Regions from separate parts of the Dromaius novaehollandiae genome. Here region 2 is linked to region 1. A link is a contact called in public Hi-C data. All regions are on one chromosome and are shown on one strand. The core of a region is the stretch at or near the end of the contact, and the rest is flanking DNA. Distances in the headings are between cores, read along the strand shown.

Region 1 (7,128 bases), core at 2,991-5,490:
AAAGCATGTAGAGGCCTGGCACTCTAATCTCCAGCTGGAAAATGAATCTCATCTTTGCAACCAGAACACCTGATCCACAGAAGATTATTAAGAAAAGGGTCCTCTAAATCAGACGCTGATATACAGTCAAACTGTTGATTGTACAGGCCAACTTAGTGCTATATTTTGCTCTCTTTTACAGGTAGGAGAACAAATACAAGCACTGGGGAGGAATGTTACTTCTTATTTACTCATACTTTTTAATGTGTGCCTGCATAGTATTGACCTAAGGAAAGTATTGTGATTTCCCTTGAGATTCTTATAATATCAAAGCTCAAGGCACGGAGTTAAGAGGTTCCTTGTACTATCTACAGAAGGAACTGTGTTTTAAACACAAAAAATCTCAGGGCTGCCTTCACTGAACATCCCTGTTAGAGGGGGCATTCATCTTTAATAGGCTTATTTATGCAACAACAAATCAAGTGTTCATTACTATGATCCTGGGATACATTAATGGTAATATTAATATTAGCATCCTCAGATATATCTTATCTTGATTACTCCTTTGATTAAATGCCGTGCGACTGCTAATAGACCCCCTTTGAGGAACTAAGAATTTGAAATACGGGAATGTCGTGGATCCTGGTGGCGATTCTGCTGCTTGGCAGAATTAAGAGCAGAATCCCAAAGTGACGTGAAGGTTTTGAAGTCCATTGTGTATTACAACATTAATGACACAACCATATGACAGCCTACAACATTTGTCTTGTGCTGCGCTTTGAAGTCCAGCTGTGACTGTGACCACGTCGATTTTGTTACTTAAGCAATTGCATTCCAGGTTTCTAGGATGAGTACATAAGACTATTTAGCAGTAAAGCATGCACATTTAGAAGTCATTCACTAGTTACAAGGAGGCCAAAGGACAAAAAAACAAAAAACAAAACCAAAAAAACAAAGGAGGCTGCTGCAGAAAAAAGCTCAACAAATGCTGGGGAAAAAAACCAAATTTTTAGAAATCTGTCAACCATCACTTCCCAGCCACTTTTGCCTTCATTTCCCTTCTTTCACCCTCTTTTCTCTTGTTACATTTCTTTGGCTCAGTTCTATCATAAGCCTGTTCTGAAAATCCTGATCTGCAAAAGCCACACTTTGCTTGAACCTTCCTCTGAACTACCATCTAATTTCCTCTTGTACAATTCCAGACTCTGGTCTGTATCCCCTCTTGTACAACTTCTGTGCTTTCTGAATCTAAAGCTTTCATCCAGGAATTTAAGAGAACTGATCTAATATAATGCAACTTCCTTCTCTCCAGTTTAGCTTATCTCCCTCTCTCTCCTTTTTATTTTTATGCGGTTCAAAACACAGTTATTGTTTTGCATTAATTCAATAGCTACATCCTCAGTGTGAAGTCCTCTGACTGTATTATCCCATTCACGTATCTTTTCTTTTCTACATGGGGCTGCTTGTCCTTCAGTCATCATTCTCAAACGTTTTAACCTCCTCCAAAAAGCATCCTTCCTAAACTAATGCACGAGGTCAATACCTTCTGCTTTAAATCTCTGTTTAAGAATGTTTTTTCTAACTCTGACACACAGCTGTCCAAAGACTACTAGCAATGGATGGAAGAAGGCATAGAGGCAGTCAATGTATATTTAATCATAAATGGATCGCAAGTGTGCTTTTGTTCCCCTACCCTTCATACATCACTGAAGTTTGGCAGTTAACTCTTCAGGGCAGAAATGGTTGTCTCTTCATGTGTGAACAGCATCCAACACACTATACCCTTATCTAACTTTTACCAACCATCCAAAAGCTACCATAAAACTTAGTTCTTATAGTCCATAGCCTTGACAGGTATTTGGGCACAGATAAGTGTTTTTGAATGGAATGCTAGACATCAACAATCAGGGTATGAAATTACTCAACTGCAGCAATTAACACTATTACAGCAAAAATACCTTCCTAAACACAGCTTCTCCAAAGCCTTGTTGAAGCAAGCACAGCCATGCTGCTGTCCATCACTGGCAAGCCAACTCAGATCTCTGGGTGAGAAATGCAGTATCCTGCAATTACGATGTAACCATGCCCTCTGCGAGGAACACAGAAAATTGGTACTGCTCCACTCATTCTGGCCTGCTTTCACTCAGTAATTTTCTTCCTTCGAATCACTGCCAATTATTGCATCCTTCAGTGGGGTAATAACCATCACACGCCACAGGAGAGGCTGTGAATATTTTAAGTAGCAGAGGGAAACTTCTTGATCAAGAAGAAAAGTTGTAGTTGCATGCAGAGCTTTAGGTATTTTAGTTCAGTTTAGTGTGGAAGCTATTGTGAAGTAAATGCACTTAATGCCTGTTAATCCACTAGTGCTACTTTTTGTCTAGTTGGGGTAATGTTAATACTGAATAATGACTTAACTAAACATGGATGAATTGAGAAGTTAAGAGCATCAGATTTGGTGAACAAAAAGTTTGAGACATTCAGAAAAACAAAACTCATTAATTAACGGTTTATTCTGTAAGGCCAGTATCTGAATCTTGATGCTAGATCCAAAAGCAACCATAGCTACTTTGCAGCAGACATGCAATGTAACGTGTGAATTTGTCAATCTCTCCGGCTCTTCAGATGTTCCTGGAATGCGGAGAGGTTTGTTGGGTTGTTTGCTTTTTAAACACAGCAGACATTTTCGAACTTAAAAAAAAACCACACTCTATTTTATTTTACCATAAATATAGCCTTCACATACTTTTTTTTTTTTAAACGCAGGAGAAGAATAAGTTCTGTCTATAAGTAATTAATATGCTATGAAGAGAATCTGTATTATTTAACCATACAAGAAGAATACAAACTGTCAGTGCTTATATTTTAAGGATTACATAAAAGAAGTCGAAGACAATTTTTCATTTATTTTGTTTCTTAAATTGACAGAAGCCAATTTTTTTGGAAAAGGAGGCCTGCAACTCATCTGGGATTTCAGCAGTTACCTCAAGTGCATAATTTTTCTGGCTCTATGTTTATAACCGTGTACGCTCAACATTTTTTTCCCTTTAGATATAACATTTGCTGTCATTTTGCACACCATCTCAAATATGATGATTAGTGACCAGGACTAAAATTACTGTGTCTTAACATAAATTAAGCTAGTTAGTTGTTTAAAACTATAGAGATTGGTCTTCACATGACAGAAACCTGAAAACATACCCTAGTTTGGGTACTAACATCTAAATCAAACTGCAGCATTGAAGTTCACACTTTATATTTCAAACACCTCCCTTCTAATTTCCATTTTTAAAAGCGTGTTCGAGTCCCCAGAATACAAAATCAAACCGCACTGAGGCCGGCCAGAAACTGGAATTAAGCTGCAATATTTCGTCTCCAGCTGTCGCAGAGGTATTACAGCTTTCATTTTGTGGCTTTAAGACCCCCCCGACAGTGGGACTCGGCTCCCCCAGGGCACCCGGGCAGCGGCGTGCGGGGGGTGAAAGGCCCCGGGGACCATTTTAAGTGACCGGGCAGCTGCGGCAGCAAGGTCAGCGCTCGCGGAGCACCGCCAGGAGCACGCGCCGCGCGTTTCACCGCGCAACGTTTTCATGGAAATGCTGCTCTCCGCGGATATGGGCACGCCGCGGGGGGCAGGCAGGGAGGAGAGCCCTGCGGAGCGATGCGCGACGGCCGCTGCTGCGTTTCGGGAGGGGGCAAACCGGGGGGAGCAGGCCGCGGCGGCAGGTGCCCGCGGCGCCGCCGATGCCGAGGAAGCCGCGCCCGGGCCCCGCCGCCGCCGCCGCCGCCGCCGCCGCGCCCCGCGCCTACCTGGCTCCGCGCCGCGCCGCTCCGCACCCGCGTGCTCAGCGCCGGGCGCCGCGCCCCGCCGCCGCCCTCGCCGGAGACCAGCCGCAGGGGCCTGATGCTCTCTCGCTGCGCGAAGCGGCTCTCGCCCCGCCGCCCCGCCGCCGCCGGCCCTGCGCGGGGAGAGGCACCGTCACCCGGCTGCGCCCCGCGGCGCCGCTGCGAGGCGGCCCCGCCGCCCCTCGCCCCGGCCGCGCCGCCGCCCGCCGCCTCCTCACCTGGGGGCCGGGCGGGCGCCGCCGGGGCGGCGGCCAGGGCGCAGAGCGCCAGGCAGAGCAGGCAGGCGGCAGCCCGCATGGCGCTGCCCCCCGCGGCCGAGCCGGGGCAGCGCTGCACGCCGGCAGCGGCCCCGCTGCCTCCCGCCGCCTCGGTGCCGCCCCGGCTTCCGCCGCCGCCGGCGCCGGGGCTGCGCGGGGTGGGCTGCCGCGGCGCGGCGCGGCTCGGGCGGGGGCGGGCGGGCAGGCTCCGCCCCGCGCCCGGAGGGGCGGCCAGGCCCCCCGCAGCGCGCGGCCGTGCGGAGGGACGTGCTGGGAAATGTAGTGCCGGTGGCGGAGGACCCGCGCCGCAGCCGGGGGAAGCCCGCGGAGCGCGGCGGGGCGGGGGGCTGCCCCGCTGCACCCCCGAGCTGCGGCCCGCCACGGCGCCCCGTCCAGTCAGTCCTGTCGGGCGGAGCTGGTGGCCCCTGCTGCAGGGAGCACAAGCGCCCCCCCACCTCCGATCAGCCTCTGCCTCCAGGTCGTGACTCTGCCCGGGATGGTGCCTCTTCAGAGTAACCCACCCCCCTTTCCTTCCCTATGATCCTTTTTCCTCCCTTCCTGAGTTCTCACTTCTTCCCCGCTTTCTCCCCCAAGCTAGCACTGAAAGAGAAGTAAAGGTCTACAGCACAGAACCACGTCTTTCACGTTACAATACACCAACACACCCTCCTGCCCTACAGCACAGGACAAGAGACAGCGCCGTGGAGGAGTCCCCGTGCCCTCCCTCCGAAACTCCGGGCTCCGGTTTCCCCAGCAGCAGCAGCAGCAGCGCTGCGGTTGCAGCTCGCACTCCGCACTCCCCCCTGCCGGGGAGCGGAGGGCAGCGGTGCCGCATGTGAGCACTAGTCACCTAGCTGGGTGCCTTTTGGAAAAGGAACGAGATGAGAAATTGTCTAAGGTTGCTCTTCCATCATGTTTTCCAACGTGACGGAGGGCTAGCTACAGGGAACGGTTCAAGTGACACAGTTACTGAGGTGTGCCAAGGGAGGAGGAGGAAGGTCAGAGCAGCACAGATGCAGCTCATTGCTGACCAGAGCAAGATAATATGTCATCAAACTATACACTGGAAGGTTTTAACATGAGCTGCAAGCACTTAAAAAAGGAAGAGGTGGCATCACACACACAGTACAGCGAGAACTGCTGCTCATTGTAGTCTAGAAAACACAAAAAGAACAAAAAAATGTTATCTTCATCTTTATGACTAAAGCCATTACGCAGATCAATATTAAATGCAATCTGGCAATGTTTAAGACATCTGACACCTCCATTTCTGCTCCTATAAGCATTTCAGCCTGCCAGGCTTCCTTCCTTGGGTCTCCTCCTGCAGAGCGCACAAGGGACACAACCGAGAGCCTGAAGAGCCGCTTGCTGCCTCCTGTCCAGGGAATCACCCCTCAGACAAGGTCGAGGCTGCTGACCTGAATTTTTTTAGGTCTTATCTCACTGGATAATCTTCTTAAGGGAAGCAATTAGAGGGTAGATGAAGGAAATGCAGTTTCCCACAGTTTATTTCCACAGTATAAATAACACATCTGGGAGGCAGCAGACAAAATCATGGTATGACAAGCTGAAAATTCCCATCATGATGACTGTCCAGTAAGACAGGCATTTTGAAGGCACAGCGCACCTGGACATGATATATCAACTCTGAGGAGAAAGCAGCTAACAAGTTTTGCCCTGTCCTGCTTACACAGCTCTAGTCATACACTACAGGCAAGATTGAATATTACCTGAAAGTAGCCATGAAGTACTTGAGTAGTTGCTCACGCAGCACACAGTTAGGTTACAAAACTCTGCAGCAAGGTACCAAAAGGACCTGGTGGGGTCCCTTGGTGGGGTGGGTAAAGAAAACGGAGAAGTACTATTTACAGAGAGAAATTTCGTTGCTGTAAAGTCATGTTTCAATGTTTTTTCAAAGGTCATAAATATTTCTATTTGTGGCTGTAGCCAGCCTCTAAATTTATTGCACAAAAAATAAATTTATTAGACAAAAATTGTCCCTGTGAACACGCTATTTCACAGCTTTTTGTGTCATAGTTCTGTGAGAATATGGTATGGGGTGTACATTACACCAGCTAGGCAGCAGACATACAGATATAGATATGCAGTAAAATATACAGTATAGTTATACACTAGATAGTTTCCTGGACTAGTACGTTATAGTTTTCATTTTTCACTTCCCTTTACCAGCCAAGGCGTGGTTGTTTTAAACTAATTACTATAAATGCAGAGTTCTAGCCAGTCTGTGGGCTAAGAGGATATGGTGATATATAATGACTGCAGCTTCATAAATACAACACTTTTTTTTTAGCAGGGCAACTCTATTTTGGTCAAACCCTTAACCAATTTTAAGAATAATTCTTAGAACTGTTTTTAGAAATACAACCAATTGATATTCATATCAATCAATTTGATTGTATCGATTATATCGATAAATGCATTTAAGAGTATGTATGCTAGAAGTGTCTATAGTTAGCCAAAGCAGATTTGAAAAAGGAGTTTTATGCCCCTCCTCTTGCAAACCTCTCTCATGTACATCCGTATACCATTTTGGCCAGGAAAACACTTCTATGAAAAATACTGAAGATTAATTCAAAAGTGTATGTTTAAGTAAATTGCAGAAATTTTCTAAATCACATTCTTTTGAGGGAAGGCTGATATGCAAGTCCTCATTTTTCTGTATGCAAGTAGATGATTTGACAGGCTTAATCCTTCGGAGCAATAATATTTCATTTATGAGTGACTTTTTTTTTTTTTTAAAGAAAGTTTAGTTCCAGGTTCATTTGGGAAATCAGCCAGAAAACTTTCATATTCACTTCCCTTTCTTACTTCACTGGAAGCTGCTTAAAATTTTTCAGAAAGATGTTGGAGGCAGTCAGCCTCTGAGCTTTGAACTCACATCTAGATGTACGTAGTCTTTTATTTGGGAGTGGGGGGAGTTACTTTCACACAAAGGCCAATTTTTCGAGTTTCACTCTCTTGCTATTTAACATTCTATCAAATTTTATTACACTGGATATTCATGCCTTTTTTTTTTTTTTTTTTT
Region 2 (7,128 bases), core at 2,754-5,253, 80 kb before region 1:
GCACAAGCCTTTTGTTCTGCCCTCCACCCCAGTGCCTCTTCCACCTTGCCTGGCAATCATAAGTAGAAGATGTGAGAGACCAAACTCGGATATTGCTTTGTTAAGACACAGAAATACTACTTCTCCAGAATTGAAATCAAGGTGGCCCAAATGTAGCTGTTTCCTGTGTTTTTCCTCATTAGTTCTCTGAATGATTCTGCTTTGCTTAAAGACTAACGAACCCATGCACACTGTTCTCCAGGGCAGCACCGATCTATATGCAATGCCCAGCACAGTAAGACCCCAGTTACGAGTGCTACCATAGGACGGATATTTTGTAATGCAAACATTGGACATCTGTAATTCTCCTTTAATCTATAGAGGTTTCTTCCCAAATAACAGCTTCTATGAAGGACAGCTTCATTTATCTAGCATACACTTTGTAGAGTAGGAAACTGCATCTGTAAAACTGACAAATCCTTGACAGAATGGGAGTATGCCACAGATACTGCAATTTTAGCTTCTATTAATAAGCCAGCTTCTCATAGGTAAAACTCATTATTTTAAAAATCTCTTCTCCCTCCATACACAGTGTTTGTAAAGCAACATGTTTGTGGGGACTCATCAGTATGTACTAAACACGACTTCCAAAGTCATTTGCAACAAAATGCGTGACCTGCGCTAGAGCCCACAATGTGAAAGATACTGAACAGACTGGAGAAGAGCATGGCACAGAACAGCAACAGTATTTGGCAAGTTCCTGTCTCCTAGACTCATACTCACACCATGATACTCGCCCTGTACCTAAAAATGGGAAAAACTCATGAAGAGTTATCAATCGTTGGCAACGTGGGGTTTTTCCATCATCATCTTCAGGCTACCTCAGTCCTTTCTTTTCTATATCTAATCATACATAACGCAGTCCGTAGACCACAAGACTTGTTAAAAGAAACATACATCACAATCTGAAGGTACAGGTGAGGTTTGATTCATGGGGTTCAGGTTTTTTTTCAGTGCTTCAGGTTTTTTCCAGTGCTTTCACGGTTTCAGATTCATTTTATTCAGTGCTTTTTATTTAATCAGAAAAAAGAAGCACTACACAAATACAGAATACATTGTCAAGAAGATTAACAATCAAATATGATTAACAAATCTGGCCATAGATTAAAACAAGACAATAGTCATGAATATTAGAAAATCATACCAGATGGCAGGTCATCCAAAGGAAATTCAAACAACTTGGATTTGTAAACAGAGTGGAAATGGAAGTCATCCTGAAACAGTAAACAGTTGCATGTATTAAATGAGTCCACCTCATGAGAATTAGGAAGACAGTTCTAAAGGGGTCCTTGACATCAAACAACTACATTAGGGAAACTGCAAGCTGCAAGGCATCATTTTTTTGTAGATTCTCCTCCTTCACTCAGCTATGATGGGATCACTAATGCCAAGATTAATCATGTTTTACGTGGCATATGTGAGTACGTCAAATGGAGTCAATGAGCATCCTTAGAGCTCAGAAGCTGAACTTAAGTGAGCGGCTGAGGGATATCATGGAGAGCCTCCGAAGCTCATATGAGCTGCCAAGCTGCAGCTGGCACTGAAGCAGTATGAGAGGTATGGAACAAAACTGGAGTGGCAAAGTGGGAGAGAAGGAGACAAGGTATTCACAGGCTTTTCCTGTGGGCTCAGAGGGACCCTTACTGTCCCAAGTGCTATTCTGCATCAAAATGTTAGGGAGTATACACAAATACACATGCTACTACCTAATTTTGGAGGACTACTTCTGTAATTCTCCCTCTGCTTTCCTGGAACATACATGTGATGATGGGCACTCAAATACTAGAAAAATGACTTGGGAATGAGGGGATAGCATTTCAGTCACAGCCCCTTATGCCTAGTCTATACCCATGAATGTCTGTATTCAACAAACAACACGGCAGGACTATTAGAAATTCTACTCACATCTGAAGTGTAGTTTTCATCTGGCTCAATAAGGTAAGTATGATTTCCATCATAGAACATCCCACTGTTAAGAGCAGGAAATGTAAATAATGGTTTAATAAACAAACATTAGTAGAACACCAAAGTAAGTTTAGTAAGTTCACATATTTAAAAATGCAAATATTCTGGAAAGGAACAAGTTAAAATTGTTTCAGGAAGTAAATATGATTCTTTTTTGTTTTTTGGAAAGACATGCTCTCCCTCAGAGATATAAATACTACTTTCTTCAAAACACTCCTACAACATACACAAACACCAGGAAAATTGGCCAATTTAGACAGGTCCAAATCTAGCTCTGAGCTTCCACTCTCAAGCAAGACAGACCTACCTGTGACAGACCTGTCCTTAAGAATATGAATAGAGAGGTTTTGGAACATTCCCACAGCTTTCCCACAAATAAAAAATACTATTATATTGAATTGATTCTTAGATTTTAACATTTTTGATTAACCCCTCCCTCAATGAGCTTCTCTAGTACCGAGTAAAAAAGGGATAGCAGGCTGTTTTGGGCATTTCAACAATGATGACAGTCAGATGACCTTTTCTTTTAATGGTTATATACAGTATGATATCAACATGGACATTATAAGACATCTCACGATAAGGAGATGAGACCCCATCAGATAGGCTGCCAATGGATTTTGGTGAAAATGCTGATACTGAGGACCATGCTTTCTGCCACACCCATGGTCCTGGTGCCGAACTCATGGGTTCTTTCTTAATGGCGTAAAAACTTCTCAACCACAGAAAACTGAAGGTCATCCATGATATGGACACTGCTACATATATTGGAGAATCTGCTGCTTTGATAGTACATACACAAACACTGATTTTCCATGTAAATTCCAACATATAGTTCAATTCTAAATGAAGAACAAAGTGAAGCGCTAAATGGATGAGGATAACCTGAGAGAGTAACACCAGATGCTTTTGTATTACCACTTAAATGTACAGCAAAGACGAGGTCCACTTCTGCCATGATGTTTTCTATTAAGGGCTACCTTACTAGAGTTTTAGTGAGGTCTAGTCTTAATGAAATGCGGGACTCATGAGTATGGGTCATATACTTTAAAAAAAAGTGTTTATACAGATATTATTCTTCAAGAGCACAAAACAAAAGGACATTTCTTATATCACCATCATTTTGATCTTCAACCAAATCAGCAGTTTTGCTTTTAATACAGTGACATGCATGGTTGAGATTAGCTTGTAGTAGCACATCCCTTCTAAAGAGTCACTACTATGGGCTTTAAGCTTGGCCATAAATATGAGCTGTAGGTTCAAATTTGGCACATATTCACAACAGCAGCAAGAAAGCAAGATTATTTATTTATTTACTGTTTTACAAATTTTTCGGCATTAAAAAGCTGCCAGAATTTTCAACAACACACACAGATTTTTTTTTCTTTTGTAGCTCTTTTTTTTTTAATGAGCAAAAGTGGTTTTGGTTATGCACAGGACTAGGTTCAATAAATAAAATACTGTCATTCTACGCCTAACTCTTAAGACTTAACTTAACAGTTAAGAATAGAATGTTTATTCCTAGCATATAGAATATGTTCTAGAAAACAGAATATTCATTCCTATTCCTAACTACTAAGAAATATAAGCACACATTAAGCTTGTAAACCATTACAGCTTTTCATAAGCATATTTCTCTTAATATTATTCATTTACAGGGTCAATCACATAGCTTTCACAGAAGCAGATTTGGGTACTGAGTATATATTATATAACAAATATTGTCATGAGTACATCTAGAATTTACAGCTCTTTCACCTTTCAAACCACTCATGCCTATTCTCTAGAAATAAAGTCAACATTGCCTAAAATAAACATTCTAGCACCTGCTATGCTTCTCTGCCTAGGAATAAAATGAGATTTGGGAACATCCTGCAGCTCTTAATCAAGCAAAACTTCCTCCCCTCTCGTTGCAAGCACAGTGTACAAGACAGAGCGCGTCAGCAAACGGCTTCCTGTACAACTGCTTCACCCAGCAGCACTGACCTCCCACCAAGTCACTCAGTGGTAATAATAGTCACAGCCACCCTACAGATCTGACTCGCCTACTTGACAACTGACTTCAAACTACTGTGCAAAATCCTGTGAAAGAACTGCATCTTCTTGGAAGTGTTAGAGAGAAAGCAATAGTAAAATATAAGCCATTAAAGATCTGAATTTTGATTACATGAAGTCTTCAAACAAACAAATTTGCAGCAATGAAAGTCTAATTTGCAGTTATAACAGCAGTTTTTATGTTCACCACCAGTGGGCAGCAAATTCATAGAAGAATATTTAGCTGGTGTCTGCATAACACGCTTTGAAACTGAAAATTTTCAGTCACACCTGACTATAGCATATTTATATCCCAACAACCAGTGTGTTTTACTTTTAAAGTTTTTTTGCATTAATTCCTGGGAAACTGTGGCTACTGCATATCCCACAGAAAAAATGCTGGCTATCCTGGAATTTCAGTTGCAGAGATACATTTTTCATTAGTGAAGTTATGAAGAGAAGGAGAAATTCATAATTGTAAGGTTTGTGTCACCGGGGCACCTTATTAATTTAACTTATAAAAGGAAGACCACAACACAGATATTACCACTCACGATTTATGATTAGTTAAACAAATGTAACATTATCTCGCAGAGAACTGAAACAAAAATTTAGCTCTTACAGGCCAAGTTCTAGGAGTAGTAATAAGTGAGAGAGATTAGCACGAACTTTAGGAATATGAAGCTTGATATTCTGTTAAAAGCATCTGGTCTATCTTATGCACTTCCTAAAATTCAAGAAAGCTAAGCTCCTGCCCCACAGATCTTACTGAAAAATAACTCTCCCCAGCTTTTCTTACTCCAGTGAGACACCTGAAATTGTGGTTGGAGTTAAGGAGATCTGACTATGGGTGCAAGTTGGTAGTACTTAGCATCTGAAACCAACTGTGGAGGAAGTAGCTATAATGATGGAGACACAGTGTCAGAAAATCTGGGTTTAATACAGCTCAGAAAAATATTACTTTCTCATACTGGATCCTGGATACTGGATAGTTTGTCATACTGGATCCATACCACAGCCTGCTATAGTAAGCTTCATATTATACTTTATATGAAGGATAACTCTGCTGGAACTTTATTGCCTCAAAAAAAGAAAAAAGATACCTCTCAAGGAAGAGCTTAATTATAAAGGAAAAACATCTGCATCTCTCATCATATAACTGCGTCGGAAGGGACTAATTTGAATACCAGGCAATTTAAGAATACAAAATAGCCTAAGGGTCAGTCTTAAGACTCAACCACCAAAAGGAGACCAGAAAAGGACATAGGCAGCCTCTTCTTCCTTTCCCACGTTTTCTCCTAGGAGTTAGCAGGGGCTAGGGGATTGCAAGCCAAGACCTAATGGATGACTGCTAATGGAAGCCATGCAGTTAAAACCCCTCTAGATGCATTAGGATGCTACTATTTTTAGGCTCACTGGCTATACGGAACCTGAGCTCAGGTTTCTTGAGCTGCTCAACCTTGTATACAAAAGAGAGAAATACTGCTCCAGGTCAGAAAATGAGCGCAAGAATGACAAGTCTTCTGCACATATTCTCTCCCTTCCCAACAAAGAAAATACAGACATAAATAAAAGAAACCACTCAAATACATGTATTTTTATGGCTGATACCAAAATTGTAGAGTATCTGGAGATAGAAAATAATAAGCTAAAGAGGATCTCATTGGCTAAGCCTTGCTTCATCAGAAAAAAGCAAAGCTCAGGTAATTTCCACACTCAGGCTCACTTGCTGCTATTCCACACATGACCTTTCAAATGAAGAATGACCTCAGTATCAAAAGTGCTGAGACTTGTAATTCCCAGAGTCAACAGACACTGAAGTTATTTGGCTGCTCTGAAAACCTGAGTAGCATTCTTTCAATAATGCCAAAAGAAGATAGTGCCAAAAGCCATACCATCCACATATAGCTCCCTGTAACCTTCAGATGACAGCAGCTTTAATAAAAAAGTATACCATTTTAGTGATAAAATAGTTATTTGCTGCCCAATTTCTCATGCTTTCTTCCATATTTTCCAAGATTTGAATATAACAGAAGTATTATCCCATGTACACAGCTTAAGACCAGCACTTCTGTGAAGAAAATGGACAGGACTACAGAAACTCTAAACAGACACACTTTGCTTTGTAAATACAGTAGAGTAGAAAAGAAAGATAAAGTCTGCCATTGTAGTAACAAAAAAAGAATACACATATTTTTCAAATACTTCATATCAATACTGACAGTATTTTTTATTACAGTATTTTTTTATTTTTGTAGAACAGGATTTTTTCAGTTACCCTTGTTTCTCTATAATAATCTTTTTTAAATGACGTGTCTTGCAGTCGCTGTCTTGTGTGCTTGGTTAAAAAAAGAAAAGAAATTTGGATGCTTTTACAGCAAGGATTTTACAAGGTTCAAATTAAGCCCACACTTTCAAAAGATTGTTGAGATACTTAATAGTGGTTGCAACCTAATAAGAAAACAGATAGTACTTATTTTACTATAAAGACCTTTATTTTGTTTAAAAGATTAAGCAAAGCACAGTAAAAACAAAACAGCAGACTTACTGAAGTCCATGGCATGTTGACAAGGCAACAAATGATACAGGATTTCCTCGAATTTGTCCCTGATAATAGCAATGTTCTCCACCCTGAAATTGAAAATAGAGAATGTAAATCCACAGGATGTCCCATACTATCACAGTATGTCCTTTGACAGGTAATAATATTCAATTAAAAGAAAGAATTAGAAGTGCTCCTTAGCGCTTTAAAGCTAATGGAAACTTTAACTAAAACCAAATGGTATAGGAATACAAAGAAAATTAATATTTGCTTCTTCTCACCTGCAAATAAGATATATACTCTTCAAACCAAATCCAGAAGCCCTTACTTATCAAATCCCCCCCTTAGTTTCAGACAAGTCACACCTATAGTAGAGTGAGCCCTATTGTATATGCACTGACTGTATTCGATGTTGCATAATGTAAGTATTTGTATACACAATTAGAAAAATAATTAGATTCTTACTTCTATCTTGCCCTGCAGAGAAATTTAACTATTAGTGGCTTGCCAAACTCAGTCATGCCACATTGTTATTGCACTGCTGTTGG

The links. Hi-C and Micro-C count contacts between places; a contact is called where the count stands out from the background.
Region 2: a contact with region 1 is called in a Hi-C map of liver, with 3 times the contacts expected there. The contact joins the enhancer-like site here to the promoter of ADAM22 in region 1. A contact is called at or near these places in 2 of 4 Hi-C or Micro-C datasets (brain and liver).

The regions. Positions count from the first base shown.
Region 1 is chr2:24,532,800-24,539,927 of bDroNov1.hap1, reverse strand. It overlaps ADAM22 (ADAM metallopeptidase domain 22), which reads right to left and starts at 4,240. Exons shown (of 29, transcript XM_064506022.1): 1 at 4,044-4,240; 2 at 3,790-3,938. The coding sequence starts at 4,122.
Region 2 is chr2:24,612,241-24,619,368 of bDroNov1.hap1, reverse strand. ADAM22 (ADAM metallopeptidase domain 22) reads right to left here. Exons shown (of 29, transcript XM_064506022.1): 5 at 6,587-6,669; 6 at 1,945-2,008; 7 at 1,184-1,253. Among named protein-coding and RNA genes, the nearest start is that of SRI, 74 kb to the left of the region's middle. Within about 2 kb of position 4,003, at least 2 of the 2 cell types and tissues checked have open chromatin away from gene starts, as enhancers often do.